3 separate regions of the Mus musculus genome follow, and regions 2 and 3 are each linked to region 1. The links are chromatin contacts, called in public Hi-C and promoter capture Hi-C maps. All regions are on one chromosome and are shown on one strand. The core of a region is the stretch at or near the end of the contact, and the rest is flanking DNA. Distances in the headings are between cores, read along the strand shown. Region 1 holds the start of Nr2c2 (nuclear receptor subfamily 2, group C, member 2). Region 2 holds the start of Mcm2 (minichromosome maintenance complex component 2). Region 3 holds the start of Kbtbd8 (kelch repeat and BTB (POZ) domain containing 8).

Region 1 (4,390 bases), core at 1,164-3,663:
CAGATTGGCTTCAGTCCCCTTGAGATGCTAAGCTCCCTTCACAGATGATCCCTTTTGGTGTCCACTCTGATACTTCAAACCTTTGGAGCAAATGGCACACAGGAGAACTCAAAGACATACTCAAATGTGAACCTCAAGCAAGATACAGGCTATCTCACCAGTCTCACCTCTCTTGTCTGCAGTTACTGCAGCAAATCCTCACCCACTCTCTTCCATCCTTGTGTTGGCTCCCTCTTCCCCAGCTTACAAATGTATAACCTCAAAAAGACTGCTTAATCAAGATTCTGGGACCAAGTTTTTCTGACTCCATGACCCAAGATCCTTCTATCATACCAGGTCGCTTGGTATTAAAAACTTCTCCACCTAGGCATGGTAGCACAGACCAGCCTAAAGTCTCAGCTGCTCAGAGGCTAACACAGGAAATCACTAGAGGCCAGGGTTAAAAGGCCAACCTAGACAACTTCTCAAACAAAACAACAGAACTAAACAAAAAAACCCTCAAAAAGTCCTAGAATTCCTCTTATAAAGGGAAGAGACTGTTGACACAGACCTTACTCCCAATCCCAACACAGAATTCTCATTATGTAGCCCTGGCTGGCCTAGAACTCTTGTGTGTGATAAAGTCTTGTGCCAACCACCATACTTGGATGGTCTCTTAAAAGTTTGATTGACTACAGACTGACAAGGATTTCGATACAAAATAACTGGAGAAAACTGCAGCTTCAGATTGATAGCTGTGTCTCCAATTAGAACGCCCTTTTGTGGTTGAACAGCCTTGAACCTGTGATTAGGCTATTCTTGCTGTTATCAGAAACTAAAGGTATCAGGGCACTTTCTCACCCATGTGCCTGAAAGAAGGGTCTGCATCCTTAAAAGATCTGATATCATTACAATATCAACTGTATTGTGATTTTAAAATTTCCAGCTTTTGGAAAGAGAAAACCCAAAAGGAAGAGCCATCATGCTTTGGGAGTGGGAAAGGGGGTTGTCACTTTATTTCATGAAGATTCTATCACCTCATAAATATTCAGGAAAACTTTAAAATCCACAGTGTAGAACTCACTGGGCTGCAAGTCACTTTGGGACAGCTTATTCCAATCTCTTTTTGGAAATGTTTGCTTGGCTTAACTTACACTGTCTCTTGAGATATCCAAAGAAAGAATTAAAACTGAGACTGCTCATATTATTAAAAAGGTATTGTTTGATTTCAAATATTTTATTTTGGATACCGGATCTTATAGCCCAGGCTGGCCTAAAACTCTATGTAGCCAAGAATGACACTGAAACTTCTGATCTGCCTCCACCGCCCCAGTAACTGGGATTACAGATATGCAGCACTACATAAGTTTATGCAGTGCTAAGGATGAAACTTGATTTCCTACATGCTAGCCAGCCCTTCCTACTATGTTATATGCACAAATATTTTAGTCATCAGACTTTCCAATGGAAGCTAACATTATATTTTGTAAAGTTTGTTTTCCACTTTGATAAATGAGATTTTCAGTAGCTTCATAGCATCAATCAATTTTATCTCTGGGAAAGATAAATATGTTAAAAGAATGCCTACTGAAGTCCAATTCAAATTCCCTGCTTAGTATAATGGACATTTTATTGCTGGGCATGCTATCCCAACTGTCAAGTTCGGGTAAAAATGCACCAATTAAATATGCAGCACTTAGCTATCAATAGTATCAGCAACAATTTACTCAACAAAAAGTGTGGGAAAATCTTCCCTTCCCATCTTCAAGCTTGCTATCCAGAACCCAGCTCTTTTCCTGAAATCTATTCAAACATTCAGTGAAGCCTGACTTCCTCACCATCCAATTAAATTAATGCCCTCACGATTCCTTCAGCACATCATCCAGTTTCTTCCATTCTCTGACCATTCTCTGAGCCTTTGTATCCCCTCGGCATCCAAAATTCTGGGGGGAGAATGGCTCCTTGCCCAGGTCAGTTGAATCTCTGGAAGTAGTGTCCTAGTGTCTAAAGCTACGCACAACTGTGTTTAATGAAAGTAGGAAAGAGAATCACCTCACAAGTTTTCCACTCCAGTTGGTTCCTTATATATTTCCACATCACCATTTTGGGACTAGGGATGTTACTCAATGGCAGGGCCGTCCCCAGCACCACAATAAGACGAAAAAACTAACACCACCATTTGCAAATTACTTTTGAGGCTGGCAGAGTAGCTTGGACTCCATTTTCAGAGAACAGTCCCTCAAACAATGCTGAGGAGAGAGGCGAGGCTTGGCAAGAACGTCTGGTGTCCCAATTTCATGGACTGAAATTGAGCCCGCCAGAGGGGCTCCGTCCAGAGTCGTGAGGAAAGCGCGAACCCCGGAGAGCCTCCAAGTGCCGACGAACTCTTCCCTTCTGGCCGCGCCATGGGTTCAAAAAGCATCACCAGCTTCCCAGCCCGAGACCCACCAAGTTCCTCAGAGGCTGGCCCGCCCGGCCTCACACCCCGCACTAGCGGCCCCCGGGACCTCCCTCTCCCACCTGGACCAACCAGCACAGCCCCGGGGGCGGTGCCGCAGGCCGTGGCCCTCCTATAAGGGGGAACGATTGGCCAGCCCGGCCGTCACTCAGGAGGTCGTGCCCTGCCCACGCCTCCCTCCCTCCCCTTCCACCCTCCTAGTCCGGAAAAACGGCGGTTGGGCCAGGGTGGCAGCCAACGGCAGGCGGGGAGTGCTGGGGTGAGGAGCGGGGAACACAGGAAGAAGCGGGCAGGCCGGGCGCGCGCCGAGGGGAGCCTGGCCGGCGCCGCGGGGACAAGATGGCGGCGCTGGCGGAGGGCCAGGCGTGAGGCGGGGCCGCGGACAGTCCCCCTCTCCGCCCCCGCGGCGCGCGGCCGGCCCGGTCAGGACAGCGGCTCGCCGGGCTCGGCCGCGGGAGGGGAGGGGAGTGGAAGAGAGGGGAGGGAAGGGTGCGGCCCGGCCCACTATGCAAAGCGCCCGCTGCTGCCGCCGCCACCGCCCCGTGGCAAAGGTAAAAGGCCGCGTTCAGCCTCCGCGGCCTCCATGGCGGCGCAGGCCTGCCCTCCTCCGCCGTGCCGCGCTGCGCCGCGCCGCGCCGCGGCTTGGCCCGGCGGGCTTGCTCTTACCTCAGGGTCGGGCGCCACCACAACCGCGGAGCAGATCCCGTGTCTGCGGCCGGCGCCCCCGGCTAGGAGGGCAGGGCGCGGGCCGGGCAGGCGCCGGAGGGCAGGAGCCCGGGGGCTCGGGCGGCCGGGACGCCGCGGCGGGCCGGTGCGGAGCGGGGCGGCGGGCTGGGCCCTGGCACCGCCGGGGTCGCGGAGGGACCGCGCTTTGTTATTGTTTTTGTCAGTGAAAGGTCAGAGTTCGTGACCCCGGTGCCGCTGCCGCCGCCGCCCGCGCGCTGGGAGGAGGAGGGCGAATGTTCCTCTTCCTCTTCCCGGCGCCAGCCTCACCGCGGCGGCGGGGGGCGGGCGAGCACGCGATTGGCTGAGCGCGCGCGCGCACCGGAACGCCGCCGCTGCCGCTGCGGCCGCCGCCGGAGCTGAGGCCCGCAGGCCTGGGCCGGGCAGGTGCGGCCGATCCCGTAGGCACCGCTTGCAGGCTGGAGAAGCGGGCCCTTGCCTGGCGCCGCGCCGAGATGTTGCAAGCGAGCGGTGTCCTGGGAGTGCACTGAGCTCCCGGTACCTTCCTTGGGATGGATGGTAGCTTTCTGTTTTAAAGCTCCGAGGATGTGCATGCCTCTGGCCGGACCAGGCAAGTGTGCAGATGCCCCAGGCCCATTTTTAAAACAGGTGCTTAGCCTTGGAGCCCAGACTTGTGCAGTCCCGTGCCCCTCTCCTTCGCGATTTGAGAAAAGCAGCTTTGGCACGCACTGATTGCATTCTGAAAAGCCTCCGGGTTATACTTCTTCATTGGGCTTGGGAAGGTGCCGCCGTTTCCCTCTGAGTGTCTGCCTGCAATGTTCACCCACTCCCCTTGATCACCGAGCTGTGTAGATTGGATATACTCTACCATCTAATTACACACACACACACACACCTCTTGCTCATTAGAAATAAATGCTTCAAGATTTTTGCAGTAGACATTTAGGCTTACAATAGGGTGACTCTAACAATGCCCATAGTCTTAATCGACTTTCTATTTTGTGGCAAGTGTTTTAAACACAGTCCCCTCCCCTTCCTGTCTCCTGGGAAAGTGGGGGGGGGGGGGCAGGGATGTATCTCTGTGCCCTACAGACCCTGTAGCTGAAAGGAGCCTCTACAGGAGGCAAGGAAGTTTTCCTCATTTATAGAACGTGTGCCCCGGGAGAGCTCAGTAACATGCCTAAGGTAGCCCATATATAAGTCCTTTCACTGTAAAATCCTTGAAAATATGAAGTGGTCTGGAATAGAATTTTCCAAGAATTAAAGTTT
Region 2 (4,390 bases), core at 650-3,149, 3.2 Mb after region 1:
GCTATGTCTCAGAAGAACAGTAACAGTATGTCACTCTGCACTTGACCCTCTGGAATTCGGGGCTCCATGTGTGATGTCTGGGAGATTTTTACGGCATTTGCTGAGTGATGGAGGTCATCGAATGCCTCTTTCCCTCTGGCAGCAGAGGCAGTTGCTCCTCCATCACTGTGGCCTCTGCATACAGGACAGTGTGGCATCCAGGAAGTCACATGAATGGGGATCGGTCAGGTAGTGTTCCTGGCTTGCACCAGTGCAGGGTATGGACAGCTGTGCCCATCTTGGGAACCTAAAGCATGTTTGGGACACTGGGACCCTCCCTATGTCAATCTCACTCGCTGTTCTGATCTTTCAAAATTACAAACCACACCTCTTTCTATCCCATTACAGTAAAGGGATTACCCACCTGCAGGGTCCTTCCAGGCCTGTGGTGACTCTACCCCTCTCCGTTGTCACCAGGTCTAGCAAGGCCCAGGCTACTTGGACTCTTCACAGAATGTGGCTCTGGTTTATCTTGTCCATGACACCCTGCTAGTAAGGATGGGTAAGCATGGAATGGCAGACCAGTAATGAGAGATTCTATAAAGGAGGAAGATAAGTTGTTTTTTGTTTTTTTTTTTTTTAAGAATTGGGTGCTTGTCATATCATTGGAACTTGTAGGGGCCTAGGGGCTTATGGTGGACACAGTCAGCTTTTCAAAGAACATATCCTATTATGGTGGCATAATATGCTTTCTATTTTTTATTTATTTATTTTTGAGTCTCTGGCATATAGATGCAGTACCTTCCTGCATCGATAGCAGCTCTGGGTACCACAGTGGCATCCAGCAGACAAGAGGGTGTGGATTCCTGTCTCAGAGGTCATACTAGCCCATCTCCCTAAGATACCCTTTAGCACCTTGGGGTATCTCTTGTACTATAAAGCCTGCAGATCCCCCTTTCTGAGCGTCCTTCCTGATTTCCTCTCTGCCCTACACTAGGTTCTGTGTGGGATTATTGATGCTGTGCATACAGCAGAAGTCACATCCTGCCCAGTAGCTGAGAACCAGATGCCTAAGACTGTAGGAACAGTAGCAGGCCTCTCACTGGAAGCACTCAGCCTGTCTCTGCCCACCTCGTCAGGTGGTAGCTACTGATTCATCCTACACCTCGATTTAACAGATCCCTCAGGTGACCTCATGTCAGGACAGAGCTCCAACTCCTAGACAGACTGCTAATCTGCAGTCTGAACTCTCCCACCTTTCCTGGGCATTACAAGCTTTGAACCAAGGGAGTGGTAATCCCTATATACTCCCAGCCTTCGCTGTACTGCATCACGCACCAGGCCCTTTTCACCTGGAACATCCTCCCCATACCTTTGCCAACTGCAGCCAAGTACAATTGATTCCCACTTTGATAAAAGCCCACAGCAGCCTGGGTGCTTGAAGGATTGAACCTCAGTGCTTTGGGAGAGGTTGATGCCAAATCAGGAAGAAATCAGAAAACAAGCTGGGCAGTGGTGGCCCACGCCCTTAATCCCAGCACTTGGGAGGCTGAGGCAGGCAGATTTCTGAGTTCGAGGCCAGCCTGGTCTACAGAGTGAGTTCCAGGACAGCTAGGGCTACACAGAGAAACCCCAGCCTCGAAAAACCAAAAAAAAAAAAAAAAAAGAAATCAGGAAACAGTCTCAGTTGCAACAAGTGGCCATACCGACACTTAGATACCTAGGTCACACTCTAGAAGGCCGGATTGGTCCTCAGAGCCACTAGTGACCCAAAGTCCCGCTTCCTTGCCTTAGCGTGGTAAACGCTGAAGGGTTAAGCCTAGGTGTGCAGGAGGCGAGGGCTCAGCCTTTTGAAAGCTGTGGGCGGGGAGCGGGGCGGGGCTTTCTGGTGTGGGCGTGCCCAAACATTCTAGCCCTCCTTCCGCTCTAGATTGACGAGGACGTAGTGACGTCTGAGTCCTCCCGGCGCTTCCCGGGCATGGGCGGGTCACGTGGTCTAGTTTTCGCGCGAAAACCGGTGGCAGCTGGTGCGGTGGAGCTAGCGCAGACATGGCGGTGAGGAATGGGCTGATCCCGGGCGGGCGGTATTCAGCGATCTCGGCTAGCTTGGCCGGTATCTTCCTCTAGTGGCAGGCTTGAGTGCGGGGCTACCTGCACCAGTCTGGGACGGGTCGTCTCTGCTCTCCTCATGTGTCTCTAGGCCCCGGGTTTACACGCACTTATGGTGGTGAGGCTGCAGGAAATGGAACCCAGAGCCCCGCGCATGTAGGGAAAGCCGGCTACCACGTAGCTGCGTGCATCCCTTCTCTCTTGAGAGTCTCATAGCTGGGCCGGGGAGGCGTATGCCTTTAATCCCAGCACTAGGGGGTTACAGGCAAGCGGGTCTTTGAGTTTTACAGAGTGAGTTCCAGGGCAGCCAAACTGCACAGAGAAACCCTTCCTCAAAAAGAAAGAAAGTAGAAAGGGTCCCACTAAGTAACCCAGGCTGGGGTTGAACTCGCTCTGTAGTGCGGGTTAGCCTTGAACTTGGCGATCATCAGGCTTCAGCCTCTAGGTATTTTGGATTTCATGCCTGTGACATCAGGCCCGGCTTTCCTACTCTGTTTTGTTTTTTTTTTTTTTTTTTTTTTTGGTTTTTTGGTTTTTTGGTTTTTTGGTTTTTTTTTTTTTTTTGGTTTTTTCGAGACAGGGTTTCTCTGTATAGCCCTGGCTATCCTGGAACTCACTTTGTAGACCAGGCTGGCCTCGAACTCGGAAATCTACCTGCCTCTGCCTCCCAAGTGCTGGGATTAAAGGCGTGCACCACCACTGCCTGGCTCGGCTTCCCTACTCTTACTGTTAGCGTTTTCATTAAAGGTTAAAGATCTGTTCTTTCCACCATTCACTTCTAGAATAGTGTTCCTTGATGCCTCTTTTATCTTCACCTCTTGTTTCAGCACCCAGCATATTGTGGGGTTTGGGCTAAGTGGGGTGTGAAAATAGATTATAAACAGGTTTTTAAAAAAAACTACATAGCCCCCGAGGTTTTTCATAAGACAGACATGGACAGATCTGAGGGACTAATATGTCCCTGAGAACAATGCCTAGTGTACAGGAGACAGACTGTGGGAAGGCCCCATGGTAACCAGGAGGCTGTCAGCCTGTGTCCCTCCAGTGTCTGATGGCAGACTTTTTCTCCTACAGGAGTCTTCTGAGTCTCTCTCAGCATCTAGCCCTGCCCGTCAGCGGCGCCGGATCAGTGATCCCCTCACCTCCAGCCCAGGCCGCAGCTCCAGACGTGCTGACGCCCTGACCTCCAGCCCTGGCAGAGACCTCCCCCCATTTGAAGATGAGTCTGAGGGGCTGCTGGGCACAGAGGGGCCCATGGAGGAAGAAGAGGATGGAGAGGAACTCATTGGTGATGGCATGGAGAGGTAGGCTGTGGTTAGGTGGCTTAGCAGAAGGACCCCCCCCCCCCCCCCCCCCCGTGTCTGGTGGCCTGGCCTTGGGGACCCATGAGTGTATGAGCCAACCTGGTGACTTTGCCTTTGTATATGGCTTGGTTGGGATGTGGAGGTTCATCACCCACTGGGAAGATGCATTTAGCTCACTGTATACACCTCAGACTAGACCCTAAAGCCCAGGCAAGCCCCCGCTTAGGAGAAGGGGACCCATAGAGTCTGATCTGAAGAGCCCTGAAGGGTGGCACCAACTCGGAAAGATGGTTCAGTCAGCAAACTTGCACCCAGCCTGCATCAGGCTCTGGGTCACAAGTGTTCAGAGTTGTAAGCAGACATACAGAAGGTGACTGAGGCCGTCAGGAAACTGAGCTTTGCCAGGAGGTAGGGAGATCTCCCTTACCGACACCAGTTATGTGGCCACTTAGGAGGCTTTTGGCACCTTGCTTTTGTACCTTTCCGTAGGGGATATCTGAGGGGTATGAGCCATCACTGGGCTGTCTGCACCATCTGGTTCTTTTCTTTACACACTGCCAGGCTAGGTGTGAAGAGACTGGGTCTGCAGTGAGTGTCCATGGACTGATGGAGTTGATCATCCTGGGCTCAGCAGCAAGGGCTTTCCTGCAGAGTTGCTGGGGGGGCCGCGGGGGGGGGTAGGGGGGCTCCAGGGCCACCTCCTCTTCTTTAAAGTGAGAGACACTTTAGAGATGTCTGAGGACTATCTGACTCAGGGTTTGTATGGAAAGAAACGAAGTTTTATATTATAAGCCTTCAGTGCAAAGACGGTGTGTGCAAGCTTTCTGCAAGCCATTCTCTTCTGCCTGTTGATCCCAGTTTTAATCAAATTACCAGAACTGGAGTCTTGGTGTTCATCCTTTTGTGCCAACATTTTACTCTGGAGTTTTCAAAGTTCAGTCTTTTGTTTGTTTGTTTTTTTCCGACACAGGGTTTCTCTGTGTAGCCCTGGCTGTCCT
Region 3 (4,390 bases), core at 1,368-3,867, 3.0 Mb before region 1:
TGAAGTGCGGGGGCATCCTCAACAACAGTAAATTCTGAGTAGCCTAGGCATACACTTTTAAGACAGTTTGGTTTTTGTTCTTGTTTTAAGTGAGTATATTTTTGAATCTTCTTTCCCCAACACAGATAGAATACTTGGAGCTTTAAGTAGGACTTACTTGTAAACATCATTACCTTTCCTTAAGGTTTCATTCTAAAGAAACTTTTGTTGTTACTATGCTGAGACAAGGGCTTTTCATACAGCACTGATTGTCCTGAAACTATGTGGACTAGGCTGGCCTCAAACTCAGAGATTCCCCTGCTTCTGGCTCCCCACATGCTGGGATTAAAAGCATGCACTCCCATATCCATTCAATGTATTTATTTATTTACTTTTACTATTCAAAGGGAATATAGTTTTGTTTCATTAAAAAAAAAAACAGAAACTTGAATGGAGACCCACTTGATCCATTTTGTTAAGTGTCACACAATAAGAAGTCTAATTTTAGAATAAAATCTAGTTCTGCCATTTGAATGACTTAGATATCACTCATCTGGATCTTTTCATACACATATGGGCATAACTGTATAAGCACAAGATTATTAGGATTATTGAAGACAATACATATCAAGTAAGCTTCACTCAGAGTTTGGTAAGGAACAAGCGTGCCATATATTCAAATACACACATGACAAGCAGCAGTGGCTTCTAATGCCAAGCCAACCTGTGTTCTGGACATTTCATCTTTTTTCTTTCCAGCTTTCTATCCTGTAATAATTAATACTTGGTTCAATGACCTACCCCAGGCAAGTCTAAACGATTTTCAATATCAAAACTGATGTAACTGTATTTGACCCAGCATTCTGAGAAAGAGGGACCAGAAACTAATGAATGCAACATTACAGTGGGATGGATAAGCACCTTATAAGCACCTCAAAAGATAGAGCAAGAGTGTGGCTGACAAGATAGTCTTCCTATCATTCACGAACCACTTCTGTATGCTGAAGGGCTTTTAGAAGGAAGTACCTGAAACAAAACCGATTCCAATCATCTGTTCTTAGACTAAAAACTTAGTTTTCAGACTTGAGTTCAAATAAAACTTTCACTTTTCAACATTTTATGGCAAAAGGGACAAAAAGAGAGTTTAGAAAGCATGAACTATTTCTGGGAATCTTGGAAAGTAAGACATAAATAACCTGTATTTTATTTCACTACTCTTCACAAAACTCCATGGCATTAAAACAATCTTAAAATCCTAGTTTATTTATAAAGGAGCAAGTTCCTATGTTTTAAACTCAAAAAAAAAAAAAAAAAAAAAAAGTCCTATGTACTAAAAACCGGGGGTGGGGGGTGGGGAAACATCAGAAATATTTAAAATTCTAGATCATTTCAATGATTGATTGAAACACTGTATATCCCCGTTGCCCAGTACAGCAGCCACCAGCCACACTTAGTTGTCTGTGCACGTGACATGTTTTAGTGTCGCCACTGATTTTAATTTTAAAGCATTATAATTTTTTTCAAATGTGGCTGGCAGCATACATAGTATGAATACCTCACAAGTCCACTAACTTAAAATCCAACTATCTAAACTCTGGAATCCCACCTCAAAACAGGGGCTCATTAGTAAGACAAGCAAGACCTGTTACCTACTCTCAGAAAATAAACACCTGGTTTGCCTTTATGTATTTGTCCCAACTCAGTACCACAATCAAGTGGCTAACACTGGGTTGAAAGGGAGTCTTGTACGGATAGTAATATATAAGTTTCTACCGTCGTCATACCTGAAGTAGGGGCTGATTGCAGCAAGAACGTTTCTATGACAGGAAAATGTTTTCCCGTGATCCACTTCCACTACAATGTCTGTCAACTGTCCTTCATCGTACATTGTTTTGAGTTGCTTAAGAATACTGCAAGCATGGAAAGGATCCATGGTATCGTTGGCTGTGTCTGAAGATGGAATCCCATTCGGTGTTGGGGAAGACTTACTTAAATCTAGGAGAAAAATCGCACAACCACAAGAAGTTCGAAGCCAGTTTACGGCATCGTGGGTTTTTTTCCCCCCCACCCCGTACACAAACGTCCGTGTGTGGGCACAGGAGCGCCGACACAGGCTCTAGGAGCCGAGAGCTCAACAAGGGCGAACAAGTTCCCAGGCCGGCGCGCTCCTCCGGAGCCCGGCGAGCCCGGACCGCCGCGCTCGCGGAGGGAGCGTGTGAGGCGAGCCAGCCGAGCCGGCAGCGGCGGCGATGCGCGGGGACTCGGCTCCGGGTCGAGCGCGGGACGGAAGGCTCCCGAGGGCAGCGCGATCGAGGGCGACTGCCAGGGCACCCCTCAACCGCCTCGCGGGCGGCCGGTACCCAGACGCCCCATCTTCGCGGGCGCGCCGCCCACCGCCCTCCTCCCCATTCATCCTCGCCTCCGCGCCCGCCGTCTCTCCATCCTTCCCTCCCGCCTTAAGGCCGCCGCTTCAGGTTGTGGCCGGCGCCCGCGCTCCTGCTTCCCTCCTCCGACACTGCGGGCGGCCGCACCACGCCACCCACCTGCCGACGCGGCCATTACTACAGGGGCCCCGGCTCCGGTTATTTAAAGAGGAAATGTCATTGCGTTTCGCTCGCTCCCGGGTTCCGGCTCTGCTAAGCGTTGCCTAGCCAATGAGGGTGGCTGACCGAGTCGGCTCCTCCCCGAGCCTCAAAATACCTGGCTCTGATTGGTCAGTGCGCGATTACCAGCGCGTCGGGAAATGTAGTTTTAAGGCCCCCGTTCCCGCGTGCTCCTAGTCGGACAGAGGCCCAAGCCGAGCATTTCTATTGGCTAGCTGGGCGGAGGAGCGCCCCGAGCCCGCCAGCCTGTGCCTTGAGATGCACAGCGCCCGCTGGGAAATGTAGTCATCTGGCTGAGGCGAACTGTCACTCTGAGGAGTGAGGTAGGAAAAGCTCTTATTGAGCAAATTTCCCCGGCAAGGGCCTCTCTCCTAGTCTCGACTCCACTTTAAAAATAATTGTCTTCATACCCCAAATTCCCTATCCGTGACTAGATTCTGGTATGAAAACGCGCTCTGCACGAGGGCTATGAAACTCCGAAAAGTTGGAAATGGTCAGGAGGGCTGTTATCCAAAAATACAAAGGATATAAGACAACCCCCCCCCCCCCAACACACACACACACACCATCGATAGGTCTCTGATGAGTCACCTGTAACGCCCACTTGAAATTGCATCCCCTTAGCCACATGCCCCGCTTTTCACAGATCAACTGGGTCTGGTTACATGGCCACTCAGGACCTGAATCCACTTGGCTTGCATTTCTAGCACACCAGGAAACACCTGTCACACCGAAGAGCGCTCGAGTACTCAAGGGAGACTCGGATAATTGATTTCCCCTGGGCTTCTTGAACGTGAAGAGGGCCTCCGGCTTTCCTGTGAAGAGATGCTGGAGAGAGGCTGAGCCTGGCGCTCCTCTGGACCGTGCTCAACCCTGGCTCTTGCACAAGCTCTTCCAGCCCTTGAACCTCTCTTATAACAGCGAGCACTCGGCATTCAGTCTACTTCATAGTTTTTTGCAAGAAAGCAGGGGTTTTATTGTTGACCTATTTTTTTTTCTTCTCCTATTGTGTGTGTGTGTGTGTGTGTGTGTCTGTCTGTCTGTCTGTCTGTCTGAGTCTCTGTGTGTGTGCATTTGTATCTGTGGTTTGGTGTTTTGTTTTGTTTTGTTTTGTTTGCACGAGTGGATGTACATGTTGGGGGGCGGTGCAGGTGCACGTGGAGGCCGGAGATTGGTGTCAGAAATCCTACAACGCTGCTTTTCTACCTTATACAGTGAAGCATGGTCTCTCAATCGAAACCCAGAGATATTAACTCTCTCTCTCTCTCTCTCTCTCTCTCTCTCTCTCTCTCTCTCTCTCTCTCTCTCTCTCGGCATGGCAAGCACTTTAATCACGGAGCCATCTCCCCAGCCACCTTGTTATCTATTCTGATTTCCTCATCCTGTTTCTGGCATCTAACAGGATGCTCTGACAAGTTGTAGAAACTTAAAAGATGAATGGAAAGCGAAGTGAACAAATACTTGCAGATACCCCTTTATCAGTGAATGGGAAGGAAGCTTCAGTAGAGACTTAGTTCACAGTAGTAACTTTCCTAGCATTAGGTCAAGCAGTTGAATATTTTATTATTTTTTATTTATGTATTTAGTATATTGCTGTAAATTGAACCACAGGCACCATGCATGCACACTACCAGCTCCCAGGGAGCCTCATCACCAACTCCAGGTGACCTTGTTAAAGGGGTCTTGAAATTTTACCTGTGACTGATAGAGTGGGAATGATTTAAAGTAGTTCTATTCCCTAGGTACGTTAGAAATTTAAACAAAGTTCCAAGTGCTGTGCCACTAGGCAAATTAATAAGATGTGGTGC

What was found. Promoter capture Hi-C pulls out the DNA fragments that hold promoters and counts their contacts. Hi-C and Micro-C count contacts between places; a contact is called where the count stands out from the background.
Region 2: a contact with region 1 is called in a Hi-C map of CD8 T cells, with 4 times the contacts expected there. The contact joins the promoter of Mcm2 here to the promoter of Nr2c2 in region 1. A contact is called at or near these places in 1 of 39 promoter capture datasets (pre-B cells) and 2 of 484 Hi-C or Micro-C datasets (CD8 T cells and regulatory T cells).
Region 3: a contact with region 1 is called in a promoter capture Hi-C map of pre-B cells. The contact joins the promoter of Kbtbd8 here to the promoter of Nr2c2 in region 1. A contact is called at or near these places in 1 of 39 promoter capture datasets (pre-B cells) and 3 of 484 Hi-C or Micro-C datasets (CD4 T cells, muscle stem cells and regulatory T cells).

The regions. Positions count from the first base shown.
Region 1 is chr6:92,090,456-92,094,845 of GRCm38.p6, reverse strand. It overlaps Nr2c2 (nuclear receptor subfamily 2, group C, member 2), which reads right to left and starts at 2,413. Exons shown (of 15, transcript NM_001347342.1): 1 at 2,032-2,413.
Region 2 is chr6:88,896,289-88,900,678 of GRCm38.p6, reverse strand. It overlaps Mcm2 (minichromosome maintenance complex component 2), which reads left to right and starts at 1,899. Exons shown (of 16, transcript NM_008564.2): 1 at 1,899-2,034; 2 at 3,163-3,392. The coding sequence starts at 2,029.
Region 3 is chr6:95,116,107-95,120,496 of GRCm38.p6, reverse strand. Kbtbd8 (kelch repeat and BTB (POZ) domain containing 8) reads right to left here and starts at 2,617. Exons shown (of 4, transcript NM_001008785.5): 1 at 2,523-2,617; 2 at 1,764-1,974. The coding sequence starts at 2,538. Kbtbd8os (kelch repeat and BTB (POZ) domain containing 8, opposite strand) reads left to right here and starts at 2,866. Exons shown (of 2, transcript NR_153843.1): 1 at 2,866-2,905.